Linked DNA regions of Mus musculus: regions 2, 3, 4 and 5 are each linked to region 1. The links are chromatin contacts, called in public promoter capture Hi-C maps. All regions are on one chromosome and are shown on one strand. Each heading gives the region's core, a stretch centred on a gene start, on an enhancer-like site or on the middle of the called end of the contact. The rest is flanking DNA. Distances are from core to core; before and after follow the strand shown. Region 1 holds the start of Slc35b4 (solute carrier family 35, member B4). Region 2 overlaps Chchd3 (coiled-coil-helix-coiled-coil-helix domain containing 3). Region 3 holds the start of 1810058I24Rik (RIKEN cDNA 1810058I24 gene). Region 4 has its middle 38 kb from the start of Gm22321. Region 5 holds the start of Nup205 (nucleoporin 205).

The links. Promoter capture Hi-C pulls out the DNA fragments that hold promoters and counts their contacts. Capture Hi-C pulls out chosen DNA fragments and counts their contacts.
Region 2: a promoter capture Hi-C map of hippocampal neurons shows a contact between it and region 1, with 5 times the contacts expected there. The contact joins the enhancer-like site here to the promoter of Slc35b4 in region 1. A contact is called at or near these places in 10 of 39 promoter capture datasets (the 3T3-L1 cell line, 3T3-L1-derived adipocytes, HPC-7-derived erythroid cells and 7 more) and 2 of 115 datasets of contacts at active chromatin or transcription factors (astrocytes and embryonic stem cells).
Region 3: a promoter capture Hi-C map of liver shows a contact between it and region 1, with 2.2 times the contacts expected there. The contact joins the promoter of 1810058I24Rik here to the promoter of Slc35b4 in region 1. A contact is called at or near these places in 2 of 39 promoter capture datasets (liver and pre-B cells), 2 of 484 Hi-C or Micro-C datasets (CD4 T cells and regulatory T cells), 1 of 115 datasets of contacts at active chromatin or transcription factors (thymic regulatory T cells) and 1 of 9 other capture datasets (liver).
Region 4: a promoter capture Hi-C map of second pharyngeal arch cranial neural crest shows a contact between it and region 1, with 4 times the contacts expected there. The contact joins the enhancer-like site here to the promoter of Slc35b4 in region 1. A contact is called at or near these places in 9 of 39 promoter capture datasets (the 3T3-L1 cell line, 3T3-L1-derived adipocytes, the C10 cell line and 6 more), 1 of 484 Hi-C or Micro-C datasets (cerebral cortex), 4 of 115 datasets of contacts at active chromatin or transcription factors (T-cell acute lymphoblastic leukemia, astrocytes, embryonic stem cells and 1 more) and 1 of 9 other capture datasets (embryonic stem cells).
Region 5: a promoter capture Hi-C map of pre-B cells shows a contact between it and region 1, with 2.8 times the contacts expected there. The contact joins the promoter of Nup205 here to the promoter of Slc35b4 in region 1. A contact is called at or near these places in 2 of 39 promoter capture datasets (liver and pre-B cells) and 1 of 484 Hi-C or Micro-C datasets (CD4 T cells).

Annotation. Positions count from the first base shown.
Region 1 is chr6:34,175,626-34,178,512 of GRCm38.p6, forward strand. It overlaps Slc35b4 (solute carrier family 35, member B4), which reads right to left and starts at 1,429. Exons shown (of 10, transcript NM_021435.3): 1 at 1,153-1,429. The coding sequence starts at 1,229. Gm13855 (a long non-coding RNA gene) reads left to right here and starts at 1,423. Exons shown (of 3, transcript XR_868963.3): 1 at 1,423-1,597; 2 at 2,580-2,739.
Region 2 is chr6:32,849,607-32,852,493 of GRCm38.p6, forward strand. It overlaps Chchd3 (coiled-coil-helix-coiled-coil-helix domain containing 3), which reads right to left. Exons shown (of 8, transcript NM_025336.2): 6 at 2,539-2,609. Among named protein-coding and RNA genes, the nearest start is that of Gm32007, 190 kb to the left of the region's middle. Within about 2 kb of position 1,530, at least 16 of the 459 cell types and tissues checked have an H3K27ac peak or open chromatin away from gene starts, as enhancers often do.
Region 3 is chr6:35,251,258-35,254,144 of GRCm38.p6, forward strand. It overlaps 1810058I24Rik (RIKEN cDNA 1810058I24 gene), which reads left to right and starts at 1,453. Exons shown (of 3, transcript NM_001384235.1): 1 at 1,453-1,525. The coding sequence starts at 1,511.
Region 4 is chr6:33,125,348-33,128,234 of GRCm38.p6, forward strand. No RefSeq gene overlaps it. Among named protein-coding and RNA genes, the nearest start is that of Gm22321, 38 kb to the left of the region's middle. Within about 2 kb of position 1,449, at least 54 of the 459 cell types and tissues checked have an H3K27ac peak or open chromatin away from gene starts, as enhancers often do. A contact at or near this core is called in second pharyngeal arch cranial neural crest, where this site is marked.
Region 5 is chr6:35,176,077-35,178,963 of GRCm38.p6, forward strand. Nup205 (nucleoporin 205) reads left to right here and starts at 1,540. Exons shown (of 43, transcript NM_027513.1): 1 at 1,540-1,583. The coding sequence starts at 1,556.

The DNA.
Region 1 (2,887 bases), core at 179-2,678:
TGTCCACTCCCAAGACAATCGATCTTCATCAACACTCTGCATAATAAAACGGTAAGCTCTCTAAAAGCAAACTATAACACATACAGACTTGATCATAAATAAACTGCTTACTTCTGAAGGATTCAAACCAACAGTATCAAACAGGATAAATTTCCAACAGACATCACACCATGTTCAAAACTCAAGTTCAAAAATGGAAGGCATCTGGAAATGTTACTGGGCTAGGAGCTTAGACAGATACAGTCCAGCCCATTTTTGCTCTGCCACTTCCAAATAGTGAAAAGATGCCCAACTTTGCATCTGTTTCACTTTCAACAAAACAATGTAACTCTTGGTCACAGGGTTGCCCTAAGCAGTATATAGATAGAAACCTGTAGCTAGTGACTCTGAACTGAGTATTGAACTGTCTGAAAAAGGAGACCGAAGCTCCAAACCTTAAATAACTAACTGGAGCTGTTTAGTCCTAATCGTTTTCCAGTTCATCTCCTGTCTCTTTTCTAACTTCTGCCTACTGAACTTTGCACATAGTTACCCAACGTTATTTGCAAGACACCACACCACAAAGCCAATCCTGTTCCCAATCTACACTTCAAAGAGCACGCTTCTCAACGAAAGACTGTGATGTGCGAAATGCCCAGGGACCATGGTGACAGCTCAGTTGTTATCTGCACCACATCACTCACATATGAGTCTAAGCCAAGTGCTCACAACCATCTATCTCTACGACCAACAAAAACAAATGTTTCGCAAAACATGTCAACACACACACACACACACACACACACACACACACACACACAAAACTTTCTGTGAGAAAAGTTTTGCTCCAGACAGACACGTGTCATTCATTCACTGGTCAGCGAAAGGTGCTAGAGTTGGATGAGTAGTAGTTGGAGAGGGTGCTCCTAGAGACCTAGGATCGGTCACGTGAGAAAGTCTCCAGGCTTCAAACTCCCCAAAGTGTGGCTTGGAGATGCCGACAGCAGCACTCTGGATGTTCCTGTCACCTGGATGCTAACGAATGGAGGAGTGCCAGGGCTGCAGAGTAGCTGACTGCGTGGGTATCCCGTGCAGCGCACTAGGGAGGCGGCCAGGGCTAGCAACCCCGGACCAGCTTCGAGAACCCGGGCGCGGCCCGAGAGGGTCACTCACCGGGCCAGCAGCTCTAGGAAGATCACATTACTGCAGCAGCCTGCGAACACCAGGCCCACCGCGAAGGCCGGGCGCATGGCCGGTGCGGGGCACGGGGAGCCAGCGCGCAGAAAAAGCGCCCTTTCAGTTCGCTACCCTAGAAAATCCGCGCGCAACATCACCACCGCCAGCGGTTCCCTCCCTGAGGGCCGTCTTGATCAACTCTTCCTCCGCAGCTGCCACCGACGCGGCCAGACCAGGAGCTGTAGTTCTCAGTCATACCCGGTCCCATTCATTTGAGGGGGCGTCCTAGGGCTAACCAAACTACATGTCCCAGCAGACCGCGCGCCTTTACGGCAGGCGTGAAAAAAACAGGCAAGTTTCCCCCGAAGGCTCGCGTGAGTCGGTGTCGCACTGCCTTCTGGGAAATGAAGTCCCAATGCTGTTCGTGTTCAGTACCATAAAGGTTGGAATGGGATTCAACGAAATAGCTTGTGTGCTCCCTGTAACTGACTTCTCATTAGAGTATTCTAGCATCTGTAACAACTCACCTGCAACTGAGAGAATGTAGAAATTCCTGTAACATCTAAACCGAATTCTAGGACAACAGCGAACCTAAAAGTTTTGAGATTGAGCCTTGGCTTAAACTGCCTGTTTAGAGCATTGGCTTAGTACTCCACTCTCATCACAGGGGAAGATAGGCCTGTCTTACTAATAGTTGTTGTAGAATAGACTAATACAGTAAATGTATTGCTTTATGTCGTGATTTTTGTAGAGACACTGAACACATGTCTTGTGCTGGCATTTTGCCAGCTTAAGGTGCTCATTAAATATTGAATTTAACTGATAAAAGGCATTCTTTTTGCCATAGTTCTTGTTTCTAGTCTCCTTTGAAAGACAGACATTCCCAATTTCAGAATGCACTAGAGCTTATTGAAAATTCAAAGTTCAGGACCACAAATAAAAATTGTGCTCAGTAACCATCATTTAGAGCATGCAGGCGCCAGGATTCTGATGAGATCTCTGGGTCACAAGTTGGGGAAGCCACTGGCAAGTTAGTTGTGAATCTTGAGGAAAACTTCGGAGTGTTTATGTTTATCCCCTAAATTGCCTCCCATCATGTGGTGTCACTGCTGATGCAATCACACGTATGAAGGGGCACAGTTCTGAGCAGTAGCACTAGTCTTACATAATAGGAAGAAATAGGGCTGTTAATTCATCGCATCTATGAAAAACTGGTCTTGCTAGGTGTACAAACACAGAACACAAAGGCACTGGCCTATGTACATAGTTGATGGTCACCATGCAGTCTTTCTTGCTATTGCTGTTGAATCGGAGTGAACACCAAGAGGCTCAGTAACTGATGCCACAAGACTTCAGCTGAAGGGTAAAAGGCACGTGCTTCCTTTCAACACTTAAATGCTGACGTGAGCATTGTATGTGCGCAGCATATGTCTTTCAGGTGCGCTCAGAGGCCAGACAAAGGCATCCGATCTAGAGCTGGAGTTTCAGAGGTTGTAAGCCATTCCCTGAGTGCTCCAAGTTGAACCTGGGTTCTCTGCCAGAGCAGCCAGTGCTCTCAACCACAAAAGCATCTCTCCCATCCAGGTATGGCCAGTTTTGACTGGAGTGCTTGAACGTTGGCATTCTCAGAGTTTCCCCGGGTGATTTCTGTAGCTGAAGCTGAGAGCTGTTGAGGAAGGGGAAGTACTTAGAGGGACGGAGTCAGTGACATCAGTAGGTCATCTTTAAAGTG
Region 2 (2,887 bases), core at 280-2,779, 1.3 Mb before region 1:
GATGCTAATTAGATTGTACAAATAATACATCAAAATGTGAGCGAATGATGCTACTGGGGTTCTTTTCATAATTATGTTTATCCTCCAGGCCCACATTTTCTTATAGAAGTTATCAAAAGACTCATGTGGTCCATGGGCTCTCTTACTTTCCAGTAGCCAAGTGCAGCACTCAGGGCAGGATGGCTCAGTGCAGAACTTCAAGAGCCGTCTGTCGCATCCCAAACCAGACATTTCCTCCAGAAGAATCAACCTATCAGTTTTCTAGCCTGCTAAGCTCACAATCACAGTTCTTTTGCCTGTTCTAGCCAAGGAACGAAGGATTCATCTGTGTCATCCTTACCTTCTAACTTAAATGCTAAAACCCTGATGCCTACTACGTCAAGGGGTGGTTGGGGTGGCACATCTTTAATCCAGGCATGCACTTGGGAGAGAGGCAGGCAGATCTACAAAGCATGATCCAGTTTTGGGTTTTTTGTTTGTTTGTTTGTTTTGTTTTTTAAGATAATTAATGTAGGATTAAATAAGAATGGGCTCTGGTCTAGTCTGACTACTGTCCTTATATTTTTTAAAAAGTTTAGAAGATACGCACAAAGTGAAGGCACATGAGAACAAAGTGGCCATCTGCAGGCCATTAAGGCCTCAAAATTCTCTAGCCCTGAACCTTGGGTGGGGACTTCATTCTCCAGTACTCTGCAGACCTGGAGCTCAATCCATTAGCTGTTATTAATTCACATCCAATCTTAACAGTTTGCACTAATCTGCTGAGAATGCCCACCTACTACTTTTGACTCTTGCCTCGTACATGTCCAGCCAAACCTCACACCCATATCAGATGTCTATTCCTACAAGGTACTGAAGTCAGGCCACTCTTGCGCTCAACCCACTTCCATTTACTCCTTACTAAATGAAGACCCAACCTCAGCCTGGCAGCTGGTGACCTGTGACCTCTGCAGCTCTATCTTGTGCTAATCTCTTGAGCCATTGATCTTCACTAAAGTTGTCACCCACTAACAAAGCAGGAATATTTTCCTTCTGGACATCTTTCTCTTGCACCTACTCAATGCCTTTCTCCAGTCAAAGACAAATGCCATGCTCTTTATGAAGACTCATAGATCACTCTAGTCTGCATTAGTTTCTAACTTAAATTTTAGTTACTTTTATAGTGATTATCTTATAATGAAGAAATATCCAAGATGATAACTCAAAGGTTTTCAAAGTATGAAAACAAGGGTTTTGAGATGTTATTCCATCAGGAGAAAAGATAAACTACTACAATATAAAAAACCACAGTAAGTACAGTACTACTTTTCAACATCCAATCTTTTATCTGAATTTTTTTGTTTTGAAGACAGCATCTTATGTATTCCAGGTCGACCTGGTTTATGTAGTGCCAGGGACAAAACCAAGGGCCTTGTTCATGTCCATTTACGTTCCTAGCCCTTTAAAGCTTCCTGGTCTCCTAGAATGAGACCTGTGGCATATACGTATGACCACAGCACTTGTGTGGTGGGAGATAAAGGAATTGAAGGCCTGGCAATACCAGATCTGAGCCCTGCCTGGGCCACACAAGACTTTCTGTCTTCAAAGATAAATGGCACTGACTGATTAGTGGAACTTGACTCACTTTGGGAGATCTCCTCTATCCCCTAGTTTTTGTTTTTGTTTTTTTGGTTTTTGTTGTTGTTGTTGTTGTTTTTTTGTGCTAAGGAAGATAGAAAGTTTACATTTATTTAAACACACCTCATCGTTAAAAAAAATCTTACTTTAACCAACATTAAGTAACACAAATATCCATTACCACACAATGGCATTGAAGCAGAAACTAATAATTCTACCTTAAGGTTTAATCATTTTATTAAACGCTTATAAACATGTGCAAGGAAGGAGGTCAGAGCTCAATGCAATCTCTTAACTAAATCTGTCACAACACCTTTTTTTCTTCACTAATTTGTACATGTGCTACTAAAAGGGCTTATATAATAGAGTCCTTTATATACTCAGTAAAATATCATCTTACCTAATATGAGAACTGGCGGTAAAGAGAACAGAGAAGGCTATGGGTCGTGGACACTTTGATCCATCAATTACTGAATATTCATTTAGATATCAAGAGGATGAATAGACGTAGCAATTTAACATCACCTTCATAATCAAGGGTAAGGTAAAGTCTATGATTTAAATGTGTTCAAGGTACTTGTGAAGAAATAAAAATAGTTTAAATGCAAGATATCCAAATTTGGATCTGCCCATCATTTTACTACAAGTGATTGATTCCCATGTTTCAGTTAATAGAGGTAGCAATTACAACAACATTCTATGCTATCTACTACTTCAATTGAAAACAATTACCCTTTCTTTTATTTTTCATTTAGTTCATAAAATGGATTGAGCAGCAACAATCTTTCACAAATGTTCTTGTAAAGCAGATAACATGGCTGTCCCTTGCCCACCCAAAACCACTTCCAAATACTCCTCAGCAGAAAGTCACACAATCAAGCTTTCATGTCGGATCCAAGGCCAGGGCAGGGTGAAACTCACTTGAACTTGGCTTCCACCTCTTCAGCAGCTTTCTGATACTCCTCGGTGGTGACTTTGTAGAACTCTGAGCTCTGTGGACAAAGTTTACACATACATTTTAACTATGCTAGAAGACAAATGTTCTGAAGACCTACAATTTTAAAAAACAGAAGCAACCTTGTTATAGGCACACCAGAAGTATAGGAATTTGTGGCTTAAATGGTACAGTACTTAAACACTTGGAAGGCCACTAATTTAAATGGCAGTATTGTCATTGATACATATATATAACTGCATGACAGATGTTCACATAATGAAGAATTACTAAGATTACTAAGTCTGCCTTTTTGTTCATATTGTTTGTTACAAA
Region 3 (2,887 bases), core at 203-2,702, 1.1 Mb after region 1:
AGGCAAGGACATCTGGGAGCTCAAAGAACTTGACTTTGATTGAGCTGGGAGAGAGAGAGAGAGAGAGAGAGAGAGAGAGAGAGAGAGAGAGAGAGAGAGAGAGAGAGAGAGATATTTTCCTCTTTTGAGGAGGGGAGAGGCAGCAGAATGAGATACAGGGGCCCAAAGGGCAAAGGAACAAAAGGTTCGGGTCTTGGTTAGGGTTTTACTTTTGTGAGGAGACACCATGACCAAGACAACTCTTAGAAATGACAACATTTAATTGGGGCTGGCTTACAGGTTCAGAGTTTCAGTCCATTGTCACCAAAGTGGAAGCATGGCAGTATCCAGGCAGGCATGGTGCTGGCAGAGCTGAGAGTTCTACATCTTCATCTGAAGGAAGCCAGAGAGCATCCTCAAGCTGCTAGGAGGAAGATTTCCAAGTCCATCCCCACAGTGACACATTTCCTCCAACAAGGCCACACCTTCTAATAGTGCCACTCCCTGGGACGAGCATATGTAAACCATCACAGTTCAGGTAACCAAAATGGCTGGATTATATAGGGAAAAGCCTCATCGGGAAAAGCAGCCCAGCCCCTGAACTGGTGAGTTTAGGGTAGAGGGCTGCATGTGCCAGCCACACCCTGTAACAGGCCGGGACTGAGGGATGCTGGCGAGGACCAGGAGGCCAGGTCCACTTTGATATGTTAAGTAGTCCTCTGCCATTGTCCCAGGGTTAACAGCCCCACTAGGCGCAGCTGATTTGTTTTTCTGTTATTTGAAGCCAGAGTACCCCTTAACTAGATAAAGGTCAATTCCAAAGACTGAGAGCAACATGAGAAGGGTGGTTTCGATGTGCTTGTGTATGTGGGTGACCAGCAGCGCGACCGGACAAGAGTGGATTCATCTTTGGCTCCTGCATGGTAGATGATTCGCGCTCCACTTGAGGAGGAAGTAAACTTCAGATAGGTTGCTGGTGGCTGCCAGCAATCGCTACTTGGATCCAGTCGTGCCAGACTCCGCAGACCTCTCTCCATCATCTATCACGTGGCTGAGGACTACCCTTAACTAGGCTGCATAGCACACTTGTGGGCTTTTGTGAAATGGAACCTTTTCCCCCTTTTCGTCTGAGAGTCGGCTGTGGTGGAGATTAGTGTGGACTTCATAAAGGCTCCCAGGAGAGTGAGTTGTTCACTTGGCATGGCACCCGCTACCTCACCCCCACCCTGGTTTAGTAGGTAACACAGCCACGTCTGACTGTATTAATACAATTGCCAGCGTCCTTGTCACCCGGAGGCTTTGGTTCAAAGAGGCCTAGGTTTGCACCTCGCCCTCTTGCTTCCCGAGATGGCCGTCAGAGGGCGCTGCGGCTCCGCGAGTCGCTTCCGGGAATGGAGAGGGCGGGGCAGGGCGGGGCGGGGCGTAAACCGGAACCTGGCAGCGGGTTCCGCCCTCGCGCCGGGGAGGAGTCCCGGAGCCGAGCTGGAGCTGGAGCACCTCTCACACCCTCCTCGCCCTCCCCACCGACATCATGCTCCAGTTCCTGGTGAGTGGGGCCTCGGAGGATCGGGCCTCGCGGTCGCCTCGTTCCCCCGGGGTCCCGGGTCGGCGGTGCACGGCTCTGCAGTTGGGGCTCGTCGCCCTCGGGTTTGCTCGCGCAGTTTTCCTCTGGCCTCCTCCTAAGTCCTTGGGTCTTTGCCTGGGTTTGTTTATATGTAGTCCTTCAAGTTCCGAAAACTTTGGGGTGTCAGTGATATGACTGCGTTTTCAAAAAACCACTTACTGTGAGCTCTTGGCGAAATCTTCGCGGTAAGTTGGGTCGGAGGAGTCATCAAGATGACTTGGCTCCTGTCCTCTCCACGCGACTTCCCGTAGACCCCCATCTATTATATACGGCTTATTTGAGGCCTCAGAGTGCCTTTCACACGCCGTGCATTAGTCAGCCACATCACGAGGTCGCAGCGAGAGATCCACAGTGCCCTCCCTCTTCAGACCTTTACAGATTGCCCGCTTTGAGGAGTGAGTCAGACTGCCCTGCGAGTAACTCTTGTAAAAACCTGCCCCTCCCCACACCCTTTCAAGTCTCCTTTTTGAGTTAACACGTTTTTCTGGCAAAAATCAAGTATTTCTAAAATTGCCTGTTGAGGATTCTAGGAAACTTGCCAGTCAAATTTTCAGATGAAAGTTTTCAAACACTTTCAGATGAAAGCGTTTCATCTTCGAATTCTAATAAAGCAGATATCTTCTTTCTTTCCCACGGTCAGTGGCTACCTGGTGCTCCGAGAATGAGTATTGTTTACATAAAACTGCCCTACAAAGACTCAGTTGCCTCTGGGGTTTCTCTAGTGTCCTAACTAGGCCTTAGTTTAGGAGGTAGGAGTAATTAGCAGTAATTTACTTGTTAGGAATCACTTTTAAAAGCAGCATCAGCCAGCTAGTGTAAGGTGATAGGATTGGCCCTTCCACTGCATTTGCTGTTCATTGATAAGCAGGGAGAACATTAAATCGATTACACTTAACCTTTTAAGTGCTTTGCTGAATGAGGCTACCTGGTGCGGGACTAGCGCTCTGTACTTAAACATGGGTTTTGATTGGAAAATTCAAAATTTTCAACATTTATGGAGAGATGCTGAAGCCGACCATTAGATGCTTAGCTAGGATGTAACTGATGTTCCTTCTCTTGCCCTGGGTCTGTCTCCTCTTCATTGCTTTTGTTGGGAAAAGTGGAATCAGATGTACAGAGATGGAATCAACTTTCCTCTTGTGGAACTTGGTCAAACACTGCTAGTTTCTGCAAATCTTGCTTTTTACATTAGCCGTTTCAACTGTTTTCTAAATGGTTAAGAGTTTAGACCCTATCTTTAATCTCAAGGTGTGTGTGTATGTGTGTGTGTTGGGGACGTGGGGT
Region 4 (2,887 bases), core at 199-2,698, 1.1 Mb before region 1:
GCTTGCTCAGCCTGCTCTCTTATAGAACCAAGACTACCAGCCCAGAGATGGTCCCACCCACAACGGGCCTTTCCCCCTTGATCACTAATTGAGAAAATGCCTTACAGTTGGATCTCATGGAGGCATTTCCTCAACTGAAGCTCCTTTCTCTGTGATAACTCCAGCTGTGCCAAGTTGACACACAAAACCAGCCAGTATACCCTTCTTTTCCTCCTTTCCATGTTTATTTCTCCCTGCAATTAAAACGGTTTTCTCTCAGGGTGAGATATATGGCATATATTTAAAAGCAGTAGAATCTTATTTTCTCTCCAGATGTTGCATAAGTACCAAATACAATCAGAGTTGTCGACTTGGAACTATGATAAGGGCCTTTCTAAGGGTCCCAGGAAAGAGACGAGAGTATAACGTGAAGATTCTTACCATCTGCCACACAAGCACGTTAATAACTTTCTCTGTCTTGAAACAATGTGGCTGGCTCAGAAGTGTCCCACACTGCCACTGCTATCTCTTGTCCTCTGCCTTCTCATCCCTCTCCACGTCTTTCTTTATTTCTCATATTTTTCTGTTCTTATCCTCTTCCCCTTCCTCCCATCATCTTCCCCTCCTCCCCCTGCATCCCTTTTCCTCTATTTCTTCTTTACTCCTCCTCCGGTCCTCTCCTCTTCCTCTCTCCATCGCTTACTTCTGTTTCTATCCCTCTCCTCTTTTCCTGTCCACCACGTCTTCTTCTCTTCATGCTCCTTTCCTCATTCAATTTTCATTTTCAAGGAAAAATTCCTGGTCATGGACTGACCAGCAAAGATGTGGGAAGATGCCATAGATCCTGAACCCAATTCAGTCCATAGAGTCCAAGGAGACACGTTCTACCTGCCAAGCAGCACTAAGTGTACACTCACCAATTGTAAGCAAGCCAAGGCCTCGGGGGTGGGTAATCAAGCAACGTCATGGCAGTGATTTAACACTTGGAAAGTCTTTTGCATTAGAGAGAAGAAATGACAGAAAGAATAGTAACTCCATCATATCTACACAATGTTTTCTTAAAAGCTTGAAGCAAGGTAATTATTATCACACATGTATGAGTTAAAAGGGGCAGCGTTTTCTAGTCTGAAAAGATATATATGGTTTACTAAGTCAACCAGGACAAGGCAGGCTAAGTCCAGTTGGTATCAAGGCTTTCCAAATACAGGGCTGTGTTCCATCCAGAGCACGAAACACAAGGATCCCCCAGGGGACGTTCAGCCGGCAGGAATCTGAGCAGCCAGCAGCAGGAGAAGTCAGTACAGCAGAATGAATCACAGCCTGGGGCCAAAACTTAACTCAGTCCTAGCTCAGCTGCTTTGACAGCTCTTCAGCAGAGGATAGCAGGCATCGCGCTACCACTCTAGGACCAGGATTTCAGCACAGCAGCGGTGGACAGTTCCCTACACACTTCTCTGGCTTCTGTTCAACATCCCTCAGAAGGGACTCGGAAGCCGCCTGCAGGTGAGACCTGGAAATACAGAGGCCGTAATAAGCTCAGCCATTCATAAGTGAGTCAAGGCCTCAGCAGGAACAGAGAGCAACCCCCAAGACTTGCTTCACTCTTTCTCAGAGAAGCTCAAGGAGTAAGGACCAGCCACCCACAGCAGTCTCCAGTCATTAAAACAAAACATTCCTTAGCTATTTATTGGTTTTCCTCCCTACCTTCCATTCCTGGTTTCCCAGATACGTTCCCCCCCCACCACCACCACCACCACCAAATCACTCCCTGGATTCAAGTTAATCTCCAGATTTGTTTTTAATGCAATTCAAGCCTAACCCAGTCTCTTCTCCTTCGCTTCTCCACATCTCTCACTCATTTGATGGGTCTGTTGAGTCATACAGAATATTAGACACTACCAGCCCCACCTTCAATTGCTTTCAAGAGACACCCCCCCCCCATGGCTCATTCAATGTCCTTGTAACAGCAGTAAAATTTGCTAATGACTGGTTCATGTCTCTGTTGTCTGCATCTCCACATTGAGGATGCTCTGAGCTGGCCTTATTACTGCCCAGCATTTTAAATAGCTCCCCCTGTCTGTACCCTTAGACCATCATTGGCCAACTTGTTCTTTTTTGAGCTAGACAGTCACTAGTCAGGCTTTGCAGCCATGACTCGTCTATGGTATACTGTAGTAAACATGGGTGATATAGAAATGTATGATTAAGGCTGTGTTCCACCAAGGCTTTAACAATGGATTGGACTCTGAAATTCATCCCATTTACACGGACCACAGAATACTCTTTTGCATCAATTCAGTGATTAAATAACTGTTTCGGATGTAAAGGAATAATCAGGGTAGATTGCTGGGTCTTGACCTAAATCTTGAGCTCTCCAAACAAAGAATGCTTTCTCCAAGCATCTCACTGTCATTGCTGGGCATGGTGCCCAGCACACAGAGCATTCTTAGCACAGAATAGGTGGCTAAGCAAGAGGAGCAAAGGGTACTCCCTACTTGCTTCCAGAAAGGCACTCACCTGCTGAGCCTCACAGTCATCTCTCCATGAAGTGTCATGAAGACAGGCTCTTCCTACATGTAGTGTCCCTCTGCCTGCTTGAGTATCTCTCTCTGTGCCCCAGTCTCTCTGATAAGCACTTGATTTGTGGGTCTGAGTTCACGGCCAGTAGCATAAAACCGCCCTCTTCCCAGCCTGGTTTCTAGAATTCTTCAGGAAACATTTGGCAATGGTTAGCCATCTGAATTTGTGTGTGGAGAACAGGATTATGGGTAACAGGTGTTTCTGCTGATTCTGCCAGAAGAAGACTGTTCCAACCAGCTGAAACTTGAAAGCGTTGTTATTGAAATCATTCACACACACACACACACACACACACACACACACACACACTCCAGGGGAAAATAATGCA
Region 5 (2,887 bases), core at 290-2,789, 1.0 Mb after region 1:
TCAAAGGCTAGTACAGGCTGTGGAGTGACCATGACTGGAGCATGTCTTCAGCTGTGCAAATGTGAGCATATCCCCAGGGTGTCTGTAAACTCTCCAGAATAGCAGGGCTGCTGTAAGGGCAGTCTGGTCAGTCGCTAGTGAAAGAGGTGCTTGGCTTAGAACTCTCCATTGAAGGCTTCCAAATATAAGCGAAGAGCTTTCAAGCAGATCGCTACTGACATCAATCATTCACAGAAATCATTATATTTTACAGTAGACTTAATGAAAGCTTAAGACAGAATTAGTACTTCTAACGTATGTAGAAGTTACTTAGTAGGCTTTTTAGGTTCTTATCTCACTAGCCCGCTTCCATTCTATTCTGTAACGTGTTTTTCCTTTCTTTCTTCTTTTTGTTTTTTTGAGACAGGGTTTCTCTGTATAGCCCTGGCTGTCTTGGAACTCACTCTGTAGACCATGCTGGCCTAGAACTCAGAAAATCTGCCTGCCTCTGCCTCCCAAGTGCTGGGATTAAAGGCGTGGGCCACCACGCCCGGCTAGCAAATTTTAAATTTAACGAGTAAGTTTAGTAGTTTTGGTTGCTTAGGTAGAAAAAACATTTGGTGTTTGTGAAATTTATGTCGAATTTGACTCAACATGTTGGGGATGAGGAAGCAAATGGGTGACACTTTTGAAGTCAGGCAGGCAGTACTCAAATTTTGTCGCTGTCTGTAATTTTCTTTTTTTTTTCCAAAGATTTATTTATTTATTATATGTAAGTACACTGTAGTTGTCTTCAGACATCCCAGAAGAGGGCGTCAGATCTCATTACAAATGGTTGTCAGCCACCACATGGTTACTGGGATTTGAACTCAGGACCTTTGGAAGAGCACTCAGTGCTCTTAACCTCTGAACCATCTCTCCAGGCCCTGTCTGTAATTTTCGAAGCACAATGTGATTATGTCTACAGAATATACTTATTAAATAGAAATTCCTTAATCACTTACTCACTTCACTCTACTCTCTTAAGGTAAGGGGGATGGCTATTCAAATAAAATTTAACTTGAAATGAAGGTCATGAGAATTTTTTCTCTTTTTTTTTTTTTTTTTTTTTGAGACAGGGTATATAGCCTGTATAGCCCTGGTTGTCCTGGAACTCACTTTGTAGACCAGGCTGGCCTTGAACTTAGAAATCCGCCTGCCTCTGCCTCCCGAGTGATGGGATTAAAGGCGTGCGCCACCACGCCCAGCAAGAACTTTTTCAGTTTCACTGATTTCCCTTTTTTGAACACTAGTCAACTGCACGGCTCACTCGAAATAAAACTACGGGTCCCATGATGCATTGCACAGCTAGTCTCCGAACCGGCTGCCCTCGGCTTGTTTTAACGGTAATGGTCGCAGTTAGACTCGATGGCCCTAGGCCAGAGCAGGGCGGGGAGCCTTGTGCACACCCGCTCGAGCCTCGCATGGCGTTCTCGGAGGCCCTGGGGACGCCCTTGTGTTCAGGCGTCGACGCGGGCAGGCCCTCGGGCCCGGGGTCCTCCCCGCGGCAGGAGCGCTCTCTCAGTCCTCCTCCAAGATGGCGGCGCTGTTGGCGGTAAATTCGGGTGAGCGCGGCGGGCCCGCGAGGGACCCGCGGGGACCCACGGGGGGCGGGGCCGGCGAGTGGGGAGCGCTGGTGCAGTCGGGCCGTTGGCAGTGCGGGCGCGAGCGTGTGCGCAGGGCCCGCTCTCGCCGCGCTCCGGCCTGCAGCCCCGCGCCGCCTCCGTTTGAATGGCGCGCGGCGCGGCGACAGTTTGGCCCTCGAAACGGGCGTGTGAAGGGGAGGCGGAGCGGCGGGGTCCCGGGCAGCCAGGCGCGCGCCCCCGAAGCCGCTTCGTCCCCCCAATATCCTTCAGGTGTAGGCAGGCCATCTACCGCCGAGGTACGGCTCAAGTCCCGGGCTGTGGGACCCAGGCGAGGCTGGAAGGAAGCTGGTCTGGAAGGGGGCCGTGGGCCGGTCATGGGGCATGGGGGTGAGGAGGTCTTGCCAGCCGCGAGGCGGTGCCACGGGCTCAGCACGTGCCGCCCTGCACCGTTGTCACAGCCACGGCGGACGGTGACATCGCTGTGAAAAAGCTGGGGCTGGGGTCATCTTTGGTAATTGGAACCCCTCAGAGATGCTTGAAGAAGTGGATGGGTTTTGATTTGTCCTGGTTCCAGGAACACGGTGCCGGTCGTTAGTGGGGAGGACTTAGATGTCAAACATTTCGTACGAGGTCTGGCACTCCTGAACACGGCTTTAGACACTCGATTCATGAGTACAATTAAGAGGCAACATAGCAAACGTTTACGGACCATCTTTTTCAGCAGGACTGTTTTGTTTTTAAACTGTTTTTGGTACTGGTTCTTGCCAGTTTACCAGTATTTTTTGAAAATTACCTAAATCTGAGTTTTGTACATAAACCATCTCAGAAGTGGTATGGTAAATTGTTCTGTAGAAATGAAGTTTTCTGTTGTATTGACAACATATTGTCTGCTCACTGGAGCAAGTGTTAGTCTTGATTGTTGAATCCCTTTATACCTGGTGTATGTGTGTATTTCATTTATATATTTGGAGTAATGCAATTAAATATCTCAGATTTAATTTGGAAGCAAAGACTTCCAGTGATTACATAATTTCTCCAAAATTAAACAGTTAATGCCTTTTTTTTTCTTCCCCGCCCCCCCCCCCCCCCCAGGGTTTCTCTGTGAAGGCCTGACTGTCCTAGAACTCACTCTGTAGACCAGGCTGGCCTCAAACTCAGAAATTCACCTTCCTATGCCTCCCAAGTGCTGGGATTAAAGGCATGCGCCACCACTGCCCAGCCAGTTAATGCTTTTAAGCACAACTTTATGACATTACATCATGCTTGTCCCCCCTCAAAGTAGT